2 separate regions of the Cricetulus griseus genome follow, and region 2 is linked to region 1. A link is a contact called in public Hi-C data. All regions are on one chromosome and are shown on one strand. Each heading gives the region's core, a stretch centred on a gene start, on an enhancer-like site or on the middle of the called end of the contact. The rest is flanking DNA. Distances are from core to core; before and after follow the strand shown. Region 1 overlaps Cmip (C-Maf-inducing protein). Region 2 overlaps Cmip (C-Maf-inducing protein).

What was found. A called contact is a pair of places that touch in the nucleus more often than the background predicts.
Region 2: a contact with region 1 is called in a Hi-C map of fibroblasts, with 2.3 times the contacts expected there. The contact joins two enhancer-like sites. A contact is called at or near these places in 3 of 8 Hi-C or Micro-C datasets (the CHO-K1 cell line, fibroblasts and liver).

What each region holds. Positions count from the first base shown.
Region 1 is chr3:194,002,144-194,010,097 of CriGri-PICRH-1.0, reverse strand. The region is part of intron 3 of Cmip (C-Maf-inducing protein); the gene reads right to left. Among named protein-coding and RNA genes, the nearest start is that of Plcg2, 110 kb to the left of the region's middle. Within about 2 kb of position 5,092, at least 2 of the 6 cell types and tissues checked have open chromatin away from gene starts, as enhancers often do. A contact at or near this core is called in the CHO-K1 cell line and fibroblasts, where this site is marked.
Region 2 is chr3:194,062,707-194,070,660 of CriGri-PICRH-1.0, reverse strand. Cmip (C-Maf-inducing protein) reads right to left here. Exons shown (of 20, transcript XM_027410781.2): 15 at 6,400-6,516; 16 at 5,452-5,592; 17 at 4,809-4,856; 18 at 2,848-2,953; 19 at 1,693-1,763. Among named protein-coding and RNA genes, the nearest start is that of Plcg2, 50 kb to the left of the region's middle. Within about 2 kb of position 3,915, at least 3 of the 6 cell types and tissues checked have open chromatin away from gene starts, as enhancers often do. A contact at or near this core is called in the CHO-K1 cell line and fibroblasts, where this site is marked.

The DNA.
Region 1 (7,954 bases), core at 3,843-6,342:
GGGCCTATGTAGATGTATTTAGGGTGACCACTGGGGACTGGGTAATCTATCAGGAAACTTGCTCCTGAAGAAAACTGATTCTTCCTCTTTCGGTAGCCACTGATTGCCTGTAGTTCTTCATCTAAGGGTGGGGACCTTGTAAGATTTCCACATTGATACCAAAACTGGTACCATTGTGCAGGTCTTGTTTAGACAACTATATTAGTGAAGTTTCGTGAGTGCAACATCCCTATCATATCTAGATACATGTTATCTAACACGTGTTCCTGGTCCTCTGGCTCTTATAATCTGTCCCCTCTATGGAAATTTTCTCTGAGTCTAGTGACGATGACAGTCAACTCTGCAGTCTGGACAGTTAAGATCTGTGTGCTTTGTTACATGTGATCATAGTTCAATTTTTAAAGCCATAAAAAGTATGAGCAGGTTCACAGCAATTGAAAAATCTTTTGAAGTTCTTTGTCCTTTTCAATATTTAAAAACAAATGGGAGGTGCACTTTCTAGTTAGTACCCCCTACCCTAAGACTCTCATCCCCTCCCCTCAGAAGCAGTGGGTATGCAACTACTCAGGAAAAACAGTGGTCAGCCTCCACTCACGGTGACTATACGGTGACCATAAACGTGTCCCACAGCCTGGTGACTCACTCCCACGCACCCACAGTGGGAATGTGAGCACAGACACCAGAGTGTTCCTGTCTGTACCAGGCCTAACTGGACATGTCCTGTCACAGAGGATTAACAAGCTGAGACACACCCACAGCAGAACAAACGACACCCAGCATGAACAGAATACAGCATCACTACACAAAGAACCTGTCTAAGTCTCACAAACCTAATTTTTAACCTCCAAGTCCAAAGGCACAAATAAGTCCTTTGACAATACCGAGTTCAGGCAGGCCAAACTAATCATAGACGCTGCTAGGAGTATGGGAACTGGACACCCATTGCAGGTCATCACACCCCAGGATTCCTGTAGAGAGTTCTCTGGGCCACGTCTTTTGATCTGGATGCTTCTCTCTGGGCTACTGGGAAGAGCTGATCTAAAGGACAGAAGATCCTGTAACAAGCCTAGTCTGGGGGCACCTGTCCATAACATCGATCTCAGCCACCTGGGAAGCCGTGGCAGTAGGATGGCAAATTTAAATAACTTAGCAAGATCCCCTCTCGGAAACAAACACATCACCGGTTGAGGAGACAGCTCAGTGGTCCAGTACTTACTCTTCTAACACAGAATCCCCAACACTGGGGAGATAGGTGAGAGGATGGGAAGGAGGAAGGCAGACAGGAAGAAAAAAGAATGTGAGGTGGGGTGCTGTCCCTCAACTCCATGCCTTCCATATCTGTAACTCTGCAAACTATGAAGGAAGAAACTGGAAGGGACAAAGCTAACTCAGCTAGGTTTGAATCCCAGCCCCGCCAGTGTCCCACAGAGGGTCACTGAACCATTTTGTTGGTTTGGTTTGGTTTGGTTTTTTGAGACAGGGTTTCTCTGTAATTTTGGAGCCTGTCCTGGAACTCGTGCTGTAGACCAGGCTAGCTGGAACTCACAGAGATCCACCTGTCTCTGTCTCTTGAGCGCTGGGATTAAAGGTGTACTACACCACTGTCCTGGTTCCTGTGTTCTTTCTACTCATCCTTTAAGATGGACATCATTAAACCTTGGGGTTCTAAGAAGTCACCCAGCATGGCTCCCAACATCAGACGGTGACTAGTAATTGTTTTCTCTACCATAAAGGAAGCCTGGGAGCATGGCTCTCCTCCCCAAGGCCACCCAACCTCTGCCACTTGTTAGTTTCAATCCCAGGAGTTCCCCTTGTTGTTAGTTACGGGGACCCCAGTGACTCTGAGGGGCCGCACTGAGGCTGTAAGACACTGGAGACTAGTGGCCTGGGCCACCAAAGGCCTCCACACTTGGGTCCTCCTGAGCCAATCACCTTTGTTCTCCGGGTCACCACAGGGCTTTCCTGCAGTGCTGGAGTAGGGTGGCCTCTCACAGCTCAACTTTTACAAGGCTCCCAGAGTCCCTCTGATGTTTCTGGGACTGAATGCCAAGAGCTAACCTGGATGGGCAAGGCAGGCATGTGGTGAGGCAGGACACATGGAGCCACATAAAGAGTGCTGCTGCAGCGACTGGGAAGTGAGGAGCCAGGCCAGGTCCGGGCACTGAGTACAAGGGAGTGGTGTGGCATATCTGGACAGGCATGGGAGCCAGGTCTGACAGTGGCTATGTTGGCCAGCAGCCAAGAACAGGTGACCAGTCAGCCAACCCATAACCCTCAACACATCTGGAAGGCCTGGAAGGGAAAGCAAAGCTCTCTCTCGTGTGTGCTCTAGGCACACAGGGCTGAGGACAGACTGGGGTCTGTGAAAGCTAACTGTCTGGGGAGGAAGGGAGATATCCTTGTGCCCCCTCCCCCAGCTTTCAGACTACTGAAACAATAGGCCCCAAGCAACTAGAATTTCTCCCAGGGAATTCATGCAGAAAGAAAGAAAAGGCTGGAGTCAGGGCACCAGGCAAATCCCTCTGTGAGAATGCACATAGTTATGACAACTCTCAGACCACCTCATGGGCAAGTCTGGAGCAGAGACAATGATGGGTCAGTGACTGATGGTGCCACCCCTCAAACAAAGACTGCTTAGTTGTGTGCAGTCTATAGCTAAACTTCATGTCCCTGTCTTGAAGATGGACTTGGGGGGAAGTTACTGTGACTCTTGGTCCCTCCTTCCCATTTTTTTACTATTATGTGTCTGTTTAATTGGCATACAGAAAGCAGTGGCCAAGCCTGGATAGTTAGGCTGCCAGGGCCCAGGATTTGAGCCTAATAATCCAGTAGCTACCTGTGGGTCACATGTGCATACAGAGGTGTGAGTATGTGCCAAAGTGTGTGCTCTGCGTGTGCATGTCTGGAGCTATGCTCCAGGCTGGGGAAGGAAGATTGGGTTCTGGACTCAAGGCAGGCCTCTGTTCAAAGGCTATGTGACTGGGTGAACACAGGTGTAATTTCTCAGTCCCACTGTCCACATCTGAAACAGGGACATAGGAGAAGCAGGCCTTCCCTGCAGCAGTGATGCTGAGCCACGAGAGGCTAGGCACGGGCTCAGTGTAGCGTGAGTGCATGGTGACTACCTGCTGCTTTGCGATTGGGGGTGTGTCTGCCTGGATACTCCAGGAGAAGATCCACAGATCAGAGAGGAAAGAGAAGTCCAAGTCACAGCACAGAATCCGGGGATGGGCCCTTCCCAGGGTGACATCCTGGCCAGGGAGAGACAGAGCCAGGGTGATAGTGCTTGTACAGAGCCCCAAGCTTCCCATGCCAGGAGTGCTCTGGCTTAGCCTTCAGCAAGGGGGGCAAGATGAGCTGTCACCTCAGGGCCCTCTGTCATCCTGACCTGGTGCCCCAGCAATCCTGTCACAAGCCAGGTCTCCTCCCTGTGTGGGGTATAGGATGAGATTCCTGGACTCCTGAGAGTATGAGCAGCAAAGAGCCTATGCAGGGACCTTGACAGTGACTGCCCTCGACCAGGGGCTCTGAACACATACAGGTCCATCCTCACTGCATGGCAACTGCCCAGTATACTTCTAAGAAGCCGTTTGTCTTGGCAATGTCTTCATTCTCTTGGGCTCCAGCCCCTCTTCCATAAGTCGAGAGAGACAAAGGCTTCGAAGAGCTATCCTGAGGTTCAAGACGGCAAATGTATGTGGAACACAGACATAGGGTATTCAAGAGCCTAGGAAACCCTGTGTGGCCAACACTAGTAGGAAGTCTTTGTGAGGATTCACTGGTCTGCCAGGAGGCCAGAAGAGGTGAGGAGGGGGTGTAGCAGGGGCACTGGTTTCTACAGACCCACTTCACTTCCCTCACAAACAATAGGTTCTATGGTCTTCACAAAGACTCAGTAAGTGAGGTGCTTCTGACACCCCATTTCAGAGAAGAAAACTGAGGCATCAGTCAGTATTTTCTTTCCACGGACAACACACAAATACAGTGGCTGCCCTCCTACAGTATAGCACTTTTACTTTTTCATCCTCCAAAGCACAGAGCGGGGACAGAGGTCTGAACAGGGGTGGCTATGAGGCCATACCTTCCAGGGACTTGGGAAAGCCTGCTAGGGAGAAGCTGTGGACAGCTGTAGACAGCTGTGGCCCTGTGTATACAAAGGCTAGCCAGCCTCTTGTCACACACTGCACCTGTGCCCTGTCCCGGGGCCTGTTGTGTTTTTATTGACCCACTTTCCCTAGAGAACACAATCATTGCAGGTTTTACGACTTCTGTGCAGTGGCCTCTGAACCATACCAGGAAGCCAAGACCAAGCTGCAGAGTCTCAGTTGTGTAGGGGAGGGCAAGGCACCTGGCTAAGGGTTCAATCACCAGTCATAATACTCCTCAAGGTATCTAGGCAGGCTTGCCCCTCACGGCTGTGTGCACTGGAGCTCTCGTCTCCAAAGCCCAGAGAGAAAAACAGGCCAGTTTCTCACAGTTTTGTAATCATATGCCGTGCCCTTATATCCTGAACACCGTTGGTGTCACACAACCTAGGCTGTCCCCTCATAGCCTTGTTATACACATGGCTTAGTTAGTGCACACAGTTGGCCTGTCCTTTCACAGTAACATATATTTGGATGGGTCATTCTTTTTTTTTTGGGGGGGGGGGCCTTGAACACCCGTTAGGCCTTTCTTCTTATGACCTAGTACAATATAACAAGCCTGTTCCCTCCCAGGGTTGTATAACAGATCTGTCTCCTTACAGCCTTTACACATGGATGGGCCTGTCTCCTCGAAGCTTCATACACACAGTAGGACCTTATCTGTCATGCCAGGCTTGTCTCTTCATGGCCTTGTACACATGGATGGACCTGTCTCCTAACAGCTGTGTACACACAGTAGGATCTTATCTGTCCTCTCAAGCTTGTCTGCTCACAGCCTTTCACACACAGAAGCACCTGTGACCTCATGGCCTTGTACACATGGCAGGCTGTTCCCTCGAAGCCTCGTACACATAGGCTATCTCTGCAGATCCTGTCCTCTGAGGGCCGGGGCAGGAGCAAAGAGGAGCATCTGAGTCAGAACTGAGGCCTCATTAACTCTGTATGACTGTTTATGTTCCACACCCAAGGGAATTGGCCTCAAGGGCCTACTGCCTAAACCAAACAGGACAGCCTCCCCAGCGAGCCCCAGACTGCAGGCTGGGGATTTGGGTAGGGCAGAACAACTCTTTCCCATCCCATTCCTAGTACAGGAGGGGGCTCGTCCCCCTATGGGACTCCAGGCTTCTCTGGGCTCCCCTGACCAAGGCTGCTGTGGGAGAGAAGGCAAGGGAACGAGGGAGAAAGAAAGGACTCAGGGCTCATAGCCTCAGAACCAACCACTCGATCAAGAGAATCTATCCCGGCAGAGAAAATGGTGGTGAGGGAACCTCTCAGCCAAGAGGGTCATGATGGCAGTGGGGAGCACACAAGGAGACCCCAGTAGAGACCTCCTGACTATTTTTTTTTTAAATCAGGCAAGAATCCTACAAGGGGGCTTGGTCACACTTTGTTGTGTCCCTCAGGACAGCCTGAGGTGGACTCCGCAGCATCCCTTGGCTGAGGAGCCCTGTCCTGCTAAAGGGCCATATGCTGTATTTGCAGAAAAATCGTTTTAAGATCCAGTTTTGCCATCCTGAGGAAACACACTGCCCTGGGCAAGTCCAGGCAAGTTAAACTGGGAGACACAGTATCTGAGAGGAGTGCGTCACACTACAAAAAGAGCACACTCTATATATACTCCCTGTAGTAGGCCACATGCAGAAAATTCACAAATTCAAACCGTGGTTGTGGGATTGCTAAATGTCCTAAATTCTGACGTTCCACTGTCAGCTCCCCCCACCCCCACCCCGCCCCGTGTTAAAAATGAAAAAAAGGAGCAAGTAAATAAAAAAAGAAGAGAGCTCCATGATGGCTGCCTTTACCTGTGGAGGAAAAGAGTGGCTGGGCTGACTCAGAGCCAGAGAGAGAGTTGCATCCTGAATGGGCGGATGAGTCCAAATCTCAGGCAGTCTAACAGAGAGGAGGCAGGATGGACCCACAGGTCTGGATTAAAGTTGCTGTGCAACTATGGGCAAGCTGTTTGGCCTCTCTGAACTCTAGTTCCCATACTGGCTAAATGACAGCAGAACAGAAGTGTCTAAGCTAGGCCTGATACATTATGAGCTTCAGTAACTGTATTCAGTTAAATGAACCAACCCCCAGATCTGTTTGGACAGGACAAGGAAAAGCAAGGGTTAGAATCCAGGACTTCCAGCTGACATTACTAGCTGGAAGTATTCCCCCTAACAGCTTATGATTCTCCGTCACTTTGCAAGGTTGGACAACAAGGTTTAACAACTCTCACCAAACTTACACCTCCAGGAGCCATCATTAAATCACGTTGCTATACCAAGAGACCACTGCCACCTAGTGGCCGAATACCCAAATCATCCCAGGCCAACTGCCCCAAGGAGACTACACTAGCATCTCATACAAGCTTATATGGTAGGAATGAGGGTCACCACCTAACTCTTGGAGGAGGGGACAGCGCCTGGCAAGGCCACTGCCATCCTCTGACAACTTTGGCTTAGTTTTCCTGGGTGCTTTCAAAGAAAGTTTTCACTCACTGAATTTAGGAATCATAAAGATGGCAGGCACCACCAGAATTGAGACCCAGGCCCTTTAAGAACCACTGGAGACCCAAGGACATCCTCCTTAGCTCTAGATTCACTTTGTAAATCTCACACATAATCAATCCTAGGCTTCAACTCTGAAATGATCTTTCCACCAAAGTCTCTTGGAATTTCATTTTCTTGTAAGCCTCCAACTGGTGGCAAGCCTCCTGCCTCAGACTCCTAAGTGCTAGAAACATAGGCATGTGCCACCAAGCTCAGCTTGAAACTCCATTTTACGCCACTTCATAAGCACAGCTTCGGAGGTGTGCCTGGAGTGCAGGTGGAGGAAACATTCACCACCTTCAAAAGGTTGGTGGTGAGTCAGGATCCCCTGAACCTTCCTGGGCCTTTGCAGGTTGCAGGAAGCTGAGCTGCAGACTGAGCCTACCTTTCCTGGACTAAGCCTGGCACAGACAGGAATGAACTTCACAGAGGCACGGCACTGGTGAAACGGAGAGCAAGAATCCTGCCTAGTTGCCTGTACACAGTAGGTGCTCAATAAATGCAGTGTCACCCTAATGATTCCTACTTGGCTCAGACTCGGCACCAGGCAGAGAGCAAGAAGATGAACAGATAACCGGGGAGGAGAGGAACATTTCTCGGGGACAATCATGTGATTTTTCTGGGTTCTCCTTCGCTCTATTGCATGCTGCCAGCCTCAGGCCCTTCAGGCCACCATGGCATGGTCCACACCTACAATGGTGAGTGCTGAAACACGGTTCAGAAGGCAGAGGAGGGAGACAAGAGATATTCTAGGATGCACCACCGATGCCCTGTGACCGGGATCCATCGCCTGGGCCACGGAACTGGGTCCCCCGGGGGCTTTTCTCATCAGGAAAGCTGGCCCGGGCCTAAGAAGTGACAGCAGGAATCTGCCATCTCCAAGTGCCAGAAGCTTGAAACTTCCACATGAGTGAGAAAGAGAGTGAGGCTGGAGAGCCAGGCCACCAAAAGGAGCAAGATTGGTGAACACGAGCCACTCTGCACACTTCCAAAGCTTCTTGTTCAAGGAACCTTCTGGACCCCAGAATCCAGCCTCCCTGGACCCCAGGTCTGCCCTCCCTGTGATGAAAGCAGGCCTAGGATCCTCCTGGAAGCAAGGGAGCAGCAGTTGAATGGCTCCAAGCTGAGTGGCCACCACCTGCTTCTATCACAAGGCACAGCACTTGGGGGGGGGGAGGGAGCAGAGGCTTCCAACAAGAGCAGTTGAGCCACCCAAGAGGCGACATTCCCCACCTCCAGGCCAGTGTCCTGCCTGGTTCTCAGCCAGCACTC
Region 2 (7,954 bases), core at 2,666-5,165, 62 kb before region 1:
AACATGGAGGCTGGTCAAAAACTAGCATCATTGGGTTGGTACCATAGCCCTCCGGGGTGTAAAAAATAAGTAAGGGGCTAGTTAGATGGCCCAGCAAGTAAAGGCATTTGCTGTACAAGCCTAGTGACCTGAGTTTGATCCCTGGAACTCACAGAAAGGTGAAAGAGAGAAATCACTACACATAATTGTCATGACCAGCACGCACGCGCGCGCGCGCACGCGCGCACACACACACACACACACACACACACACACACACACACACACACACACACGCCCCAATAGAGTAATATTTTTTTTAGAAAAGATACTAGGGGCTAGAGGGATGGCTCAGTGACTGCTGCTCCTCCAGAGACCGGAGTTTGGTTCTTACTACCCATGTCAGGTGGCTCACAACCACCTGTTACTCTAGCTCCAGGGGATCTGATGCCTTCTGAATGCACCCACACATATGTGACTTTCTCTCTCTATCCCCTCTCTCAAAATGAAAAGAAAAATGTGATTTTTCCTCCTAAGCAGCCACTCCTACTCCCCTCTTCCATTTGATTTCACTGGCGCTGTGGCTTTGGAGAACTGAGGCGCAGGACACTGTGAGGGCTCTACTTCTCACACTGCAACGTGCACACGTGCCCCCCAGTATGCTTGTAAGCATGTGTGCAAATGCGCAGCTGGCACGTTCAAGTCCTGGAGGCCACATCTCTTTCAAGCCTGACCAATGCTGAGAGCACTGGTCTTCGGAGGCGTCCTGAGTGTCTGGCTTCATAGTTGAACCCTTTTCGCTCTCACTGACTGTCCTCCCCGTTGACTCCTAAGTTCTGTGCCTTCTGGGACTCATGACCTTTCTGGTCACACATCATGGCAGCTGCTGTTTGGCCTTTGTTCCCTGCCTGGATCAAAGAGCAAGCCCAGCTGTGGGAAGGCCACAGAGGGTGATTGCTAGTGGTTGGAGGGCCACCAGGAGACCCTGGCAAAGGAGGGCCCTGACCAAGGGTTCCAGGGGACCCTCTAACAGTGGCTTCCAGGATGTGGAGGTGTCTCTGGGACCTAAAGCTGGAAGTGCTGAAGGCCTTGCCTCCACCTCTCTAAGAAGTTTTCCCATGTGTTCTGATGGATGAAATGTCCCAGCTGCCACACTCAGAGCCTCCTCCTCTCCCTGCCCAGTTGCAGGCCAGGAGGACCTGCAGCAACCCTGGCCTGCTTCTGCCCTGGCTCCTGCTCCCACAACTAGGTGTTTTAAAGTAGGACCTGGAACCCCACCAAGAGCACCACGGGTATTCTGAAAAAAAAAAAAAAAATCCAGTCTTCGTGTGACCCAATGAGGACTTATATCAGCGCTCCCACTATCTCACTCCAGCTGTGCTTGCTATGGCCAGGGCCTGCCTGCCTTCTCTGCATACACCTTCCTCTCACCTGGGACACCCCAGGCTTCCTCTTATCCTTTGAATTCAACATATGTGGCCTCCTCTTGGAAGGGATGGTCCTTGGTTTCCCCATGCCATACAGAACCCTGACTGGCTTCCTTTGTCACTCTTCCCTTACTCCTACCCATCTTTGTCTATTCCTGGTGTGCCAGTCCTTGTGCTGGAGAAGCAGCTCTAAGGATGGCCAGGCAGGGGAAGGAGGTATGTAGCCCAGGATCAGACAGCGGAGGGGGGGGGGGCAGGGAGGGGAGGGTCAGCAGGGAGGGCTTACCTTCAGATCTTCGTAGGTGTCAGCCGAGAGCTTGGTGCTGTTCATATTTAAACTGCAAAGACTCTTCATGGCTGGATAAGAATAGACAGACAGACTGAGACCACATGAAAAACTATGGCAGGATGGGGACACTAAAACTGCAGGCCACTCTCAGTGTGGATGGGCAAGGGAGCTGAGATGGTAGTGGGTTCAGTCATCGTGACCACCAGGTAGTCCATTTCATACTCTGGGGTTCAGAGCTGGGTCTTTTTTTGGGACCTCTGTCCTCTCCCCTTCAGATCTAGCCCCACCTCTGGGGATCCTGAATGCTCCCTAGCATTGCTGACTCACATTTCTGACTTTTGGTCTCAAGAGCCATACGGTGCTTGCTGGAGACGTATCCAAATGCTTTTGTTGGGATGCCGAGGGGGAGGGGCAGACCAGTGGGGGTTCCCCACTGTGAATCAGATCCAAGCACCCATGTGTGACTCCTGCAGGAATATCCTGCAGGGAGCTGCTCAAACATCACTCCTTTTCCCCACCTCAGAGCTCCCGCCATCCACAACTGGTACCCAAGCTTGGTAGTAGTGCCACAGCCACTTGTGTGATCTACTGTTACTCTCTGCCACCTCCTGAGGCCTGTTTGGTCGTTTCACAGATGAGTCATGAGGCCTCTTATCTAAGGTAGCAAGTTAGAAAACAGGGAAACACAGCATGCAGATTCCCAGGCTGTGCCCCCTTGTTCAGAGCTCTGTGGAACCAGTGTCCTAGCCCCTTCCCCGGGCTCCTGTTACTAAATGCTTCTCAATCTGGACAGGCCCAGGAATGCCTGGGGACCCAGCAGCACAGAGGCAGTGTTTCTGAGCAGCTGCCGAGTCTGGAGCTGCAGCTGCCGAGGCTGGAGCTGCTGTGACACCAGTGGCAATGGTGCCCTAGAAAACTTTATGGTGTTTTACAGTGGATGGATGGAAGGCACAGGCCAATCTCACAAACTTCCCCCCTTTCCTCTACATTTCTAGCTCCCTGAGGGCAGGGACACCCCTCTGTGTGTTCCCAGCACCTTGCCTGTGCCAGCGTGCAATAGTCTGCTACAAACTGGTTATTAATGAACTGCTTGCTTCCTTCTCAGGGTGTCCAGCTAGGGGTCAGCCCACCTGCCACAGACTGGGTACTCACAGCTGAGGGCCAGCAGGCCAGCGTCGGTGACTGGGGTCTCACACAGGTTCAGCACCTGGAGCATAGTGAGGTGTTCCGACAGGAGCCGCAGGCCGGCGTCTCCAAACTGTGGGGCACATGGGTTTTTAGACTCTCTAGGCCCAGGGGAGGGGACCCTAAGGCTGGGCAAGAGTGGGAGGTGATGGGATCTAGCTATGAGGCCATGCCCTCTTCTCAGAGTCACACATCCCTTTGTCTCAAGTTCATATCTAGTTTCTGACTGGGACATATGCCAAGCAAGGGCCTCTATGAGAGTCTGAACCCAGGGGCTGAAGCCAGAAGGCAGCACTTGGGTGGCCTTTCCAAGAGACAGAAGAGCCTGTGTACCTCAAAGGGTTAGGCCAGTGGGACCACACTGAGACCCAGCAGGCTCCAAGAGAATACTCATGTACTTCTTTCTCCCTGACAGGCCAGAGAGACCCAAGGTGAACTCTCAGCCCTGTGTTTCCCAGCTTAGAGGTCTGTGCAGGGTTTGCCCTGGGCTTCAGTGTTCCCAACTGGGAAATGGGCCGACAAGTGGCATGAGGTTCCCAACCGCCTCCTGTCTGGGGGAATGGGTTAGGGTTATGCGTGCAGAGCCAGTGGCTGAGCCCATGAGATCTGGGCAAAAAGATGTAGTATGGGGGGTGAGGAAGAGGATGGGGTGTGGGGTGTGGGCGGGGCGGCACCTGCGTGGACCACAGATTGAGCTGCTTGAGGGAAGGCAGTTTGATGAGGTGCTCGGCGCAGGCACTGGTGACGTTGGTGAAGGCCAAGCTGAGGTTCTCCAGGTTTCCAAAGGAGCCAGAGCTCAGCAGGCGGGCCAGGTCCGCATCCTGCAGTGGGTAGCATGATGCTCAGGGCAGGCTGGGGCATCTATCATGTGGGCCTCATGCCCTCTCCCCTTGCCTTGTCTGCAGCCAACACTGTCTCTGACCACACCGAGGGCCTCGTGTCCCCGGGAGCCGAAGGGTGGTGGCTCGGCCTGTGGTGTGACTCACAGCTTGAGTCACGGCCGGGCTGCAACCAAGGCCAGCCCCCTCCCAAGCAGAGCGTGCACATGCACACGTGTGCTGTGCCTGTGTATGTGTGAGCGTGCAGATGCATGCACACCCCCTGGCCAGCAGCTCCTGTGGGGTTTCCATGTGAACAGCCAGTTGCCACCCTCAGTCCCAAGCCAGCAGAGGGCCACACATGCTGCATGCCCTGGACTGAGGGTCTTGTCTTTGACTTTTAGCTGTCCCCTGAATTACAGCTAATGCCCCAGCCTCCTTTGCAGCTAATTGTGGCCCGAATATGGACAATGAGATTTAAATGGAACGTCTAAGACGAATCTCTAAGGGAAGGGCGGGCTGTACCCTGCCACTTCCTCCTTCCTTGCTGGCTGGGATGGAGCCACAGTGGCTGGTGCCTGGGCAGGCTTCCTGGTCCATGAGCAGGAAGCCATGCCTTGAGGACAGTGGGGTAGCAGGAAATTAGATCCCCAAAGACTTTGGAAAATGGGAAAACGTTGTGTAGATCTCATAGGGTTGTAAAAGTCAAACAGACTAACAGTCCAGTGCCTATTAGCTATTGTTACCATGGTTACTAGCAAGGCTTCGGCAATACTGCTGATGTCACCAGCAACCTTTTGTCTTTTTTGAGGTGCCGGAGACTGAACTTGGAGCCTCCACAAATGCTAAACTGGTACTCTACCCGTGAACTGCAACCCCAGCATCAGGATCAAAAACAAGCTTTAGCATAACATCTTAATTCTGCTTGGTTTTCGTTTCTTTCCCTTCAGTCCACTTACCTCCTAGAAGAGTTGGCCCAACTCCCTTCCCATGGTCAAACCTTCTCTCCCCTCCTGGTCAAACCTCATCCCAGCAGCTGGCCAGTTCACCTCCCTGCTCTGCCCATCTTGTCCCACCCCACCCCACGCCTGCAGACTAAAAGCTACTTACCGTGGACTTGGAGGGCAGTGTTAGCCTGGTGGGCCCGCCTTTCCTTTGCTGCAATAGAAAGGAGACCAGTTAAGTCATACATCCCCTCTGCCACCAGCCTCATGAAGCCGTGGCTACTTTCTTGGGCAAGAAGGCACCATGGTGGCCACAGCACAGGCAGCTTATGGCATATGTGACAACCAAGAAATAGTGGAAGAGGAAAAAGGGAAGGTACTCTGATTGGAAGGGACATCACCCACCCAGTTCTTGTTGGGGTAAGTGGCACCACTTCCACCAAAAGTCCTGGCAAATGATACAGAGAGTTTACACCAGATGTCTCATGGTAAGGACCTGGGCTGTGCACACCTTTTGTCAAGAGCCATAGTGGGGAGGGAGGATGGCTCCAGGGAAAAGAACAGCCCGATGGGCCTGTGTGTGCACGTGTGTAGATAGCCTCTCAGCTAGGACTGGGTATGACAATGACTCCCGGGCCCCTGCAATGAATGGAAGTGGGTTGTGTGACTTCAGCCCACCTGCTTTACCTGGGTCCATCTAGAATCATGTGAGTAGTACAGGGAACATTCCCAAACTCTTTGGGTGTGGAGGAGCAGTCCCAAGGGGCCATCTCATGCTCTGGGAACAGCGAGCAATGGGGAGGGCTTACCAGCTCCTTCAGCTCCCGCTGCCGGTCGCACAGCTGTTCGTACATGCGTTTGCCCACGTCTGTGCTCTCCAGCGTGGAGATGATCTGCAGTTGGGTGTCGTTGTTGTCGATGATGTTGTATTCCAGCATCAAGCACAGGATCTGCCAGGAGTCATGGGGGTGTGTCAGGGAGTGGCCTGCCACAGGACCCTGGCATATGCTGTTCCCAAAATTTGGAGTACTCTGCCTTTGACCCCATGTTACCGTCTCAATCCTACCTCCGGGAAAATTTAAGCTTTTTCCAACAGGTCAGTAGATTCCTTCCTGTTCCTCCCTGTAAGGTGGAATCCTATTCACACCCCTTGACTGATGGGCAGCTTGGTGACTGCTTTTAGAGGGTAGAATGTGGCAAGGTGATGCCTTCCAATTCTGACAGCTATTATAAAATCCCGTTGCTCATGGGACAGGTGCTCTGGGAGTGTCTGGCTCTGGGGGACACTTCGTAGAGTATCAGGGAAAAGGGGACCAACGAGGAACAGTTAGAAGTGGCACGAGGGCCCTGGGCTTGTGCTCTTGATAACTGAGCAGTGACCCTGAAGTCACACAAAGCAGAGAGAAGCTGGGGCTGCCTCAGTCCTCCGGTCAGAGAAAAAAGCCTTCCGAAGGACCCCATGGGTGACAACCCCAGAGACCCCAATGGAGAACAGCTCAGGCGGGCCTGCCTACACCTTGGTCTGTTAATGGTTCTGGACTTCATGCACAGACAGTTGCTATGTAGTAATAGGCAATCAGAACAGAAACTTGTAGACAGCTGTGACCAACATGATGGATCCCAACTGGAATGAACCAGCAGCAGTCTGAGATAGGCAGCCACACACACAGTCAAGAGGCTACAACCACACCTGCCTTGCCCACACTGCTGGCTCCTCACACAGATCCCGTGTGAGGCCACCTGTGCCAGGGCCTCACCTCCGCCATGGTCTGGTTCCCTCTCAGTGCCAGGAGCATGCAGGGGCCCAGCTTGTTTTCTGCCAGTGAGAGCAGAAACTTTTTGGTCTTGTAACAGGAGCCCATGAGGATGTGCACCTGGGAAGCAAGAAGACTCGGATGAAGCAACCAGAATACTGTTGCAGTGCTGTGACCCTCAGGGCCAGCCCCCTGTGGACAGGGACAGGTGGGAAACCAGAAGATGGTGACCCTCCCTGTTTGTGCCAACAGCCTGGTCTCCAGTGACCACCAGACCATCCCTGTGGACAGTGACTGAGGACATGTTGAGCAACACTGGACAAACGTGAGACTACACTGGGGCAGAGTGCAGGCAACAGGTACAGTCACCCAGACAGGTGAGACAGGGGCCACTGGAGCTGACCAGGGGAGCAGAGAGTTAGCATGGAAGGGCACAGAGATGAAACTGGTGGGCAACATGTTCCAGAGACGGGCGGTACTGATGGTAGCAGAGCTGTGTACCCGAATGTTGGGGTGTTCCTGCACAGGATGGTAACACTCAAGTTCTAGTTTACTATAGAAAAAGAGGAGCCTCCCGCCCCCGGCTCCCTTTGGGTGATGCTGGTATTTGATCTTGCGAATTTCTAGCATTGAGGGTACCAGAGAGAAATTTCCAGGCAGTCCTAGCTAGGTGGGGGAACAACAGGTCTGACTCATGTGGCAGCTGGGCTGTTCTGTGTGCCCTGCTTTCTCTGTGATACCAAAAGATGTTTTGAGAGATCACCCACTCAGCAAAGCCTGCTCCCTCCTGAGATACGTTGGAGGGGATGCTGCTGTGTTTACAGGTAAGAGCAAAGGTGTCCCCAACCTGTCATCAGAGGTGAGGGAGACCAAATACCCTGCAACTTCATATAATAGCAAAGGCCTTCTGGAAACGGCAGCCTAATCCAGGGACCACTTCTCACCATGTGTCTCCATGGAAACAACACATTTCTATCCCCTAGGCTGCCTGCTTCCTTCCCTGTCTATATATTCTTCTGCCCCATCATTAACAACTCTGGCATACAAATGGAATCACTTGGGCGGGAGCTGACTCCCTGTGCCTTCTCTCACATTGAGTCTCCGCATGAAGGGGTGGGGGAGACACCAAGCATTGCCATGGTGAAGCTGTGACATCAGAGGAAGCCAGAGAAGTGATGGTAAGGGAGACGTGGCACAAGCAGGCAGCTGGGTATGATTCTAGGTACATGGGATACTCAGAAAGCAGGTCCAGGGCAGCAGGCCAGGGGTTTTGAGCAGATTCATAAGAAAAAGGACCTAAAAATAAACCCCTTGAGGTGATGTCTAAGAGGACACGCCTGTTTATCGTCATTGCACAGATCTCTTACAAACTCACGGTGGTAACTGTTTACCCTACAAACCAGTCTCTTGTAGAGACAAGAATAACCTGAGCCAAGCGGGGGTCTCAGAGTCCTGGTGGCTCTGTGGGTATCTCATGCCTGCCACTACACACAACTGCTATGATGCTCTGGGGAAGTCTCTCTTGTTTTATCATATGAGGAAGCTGGAGCCCAGACAA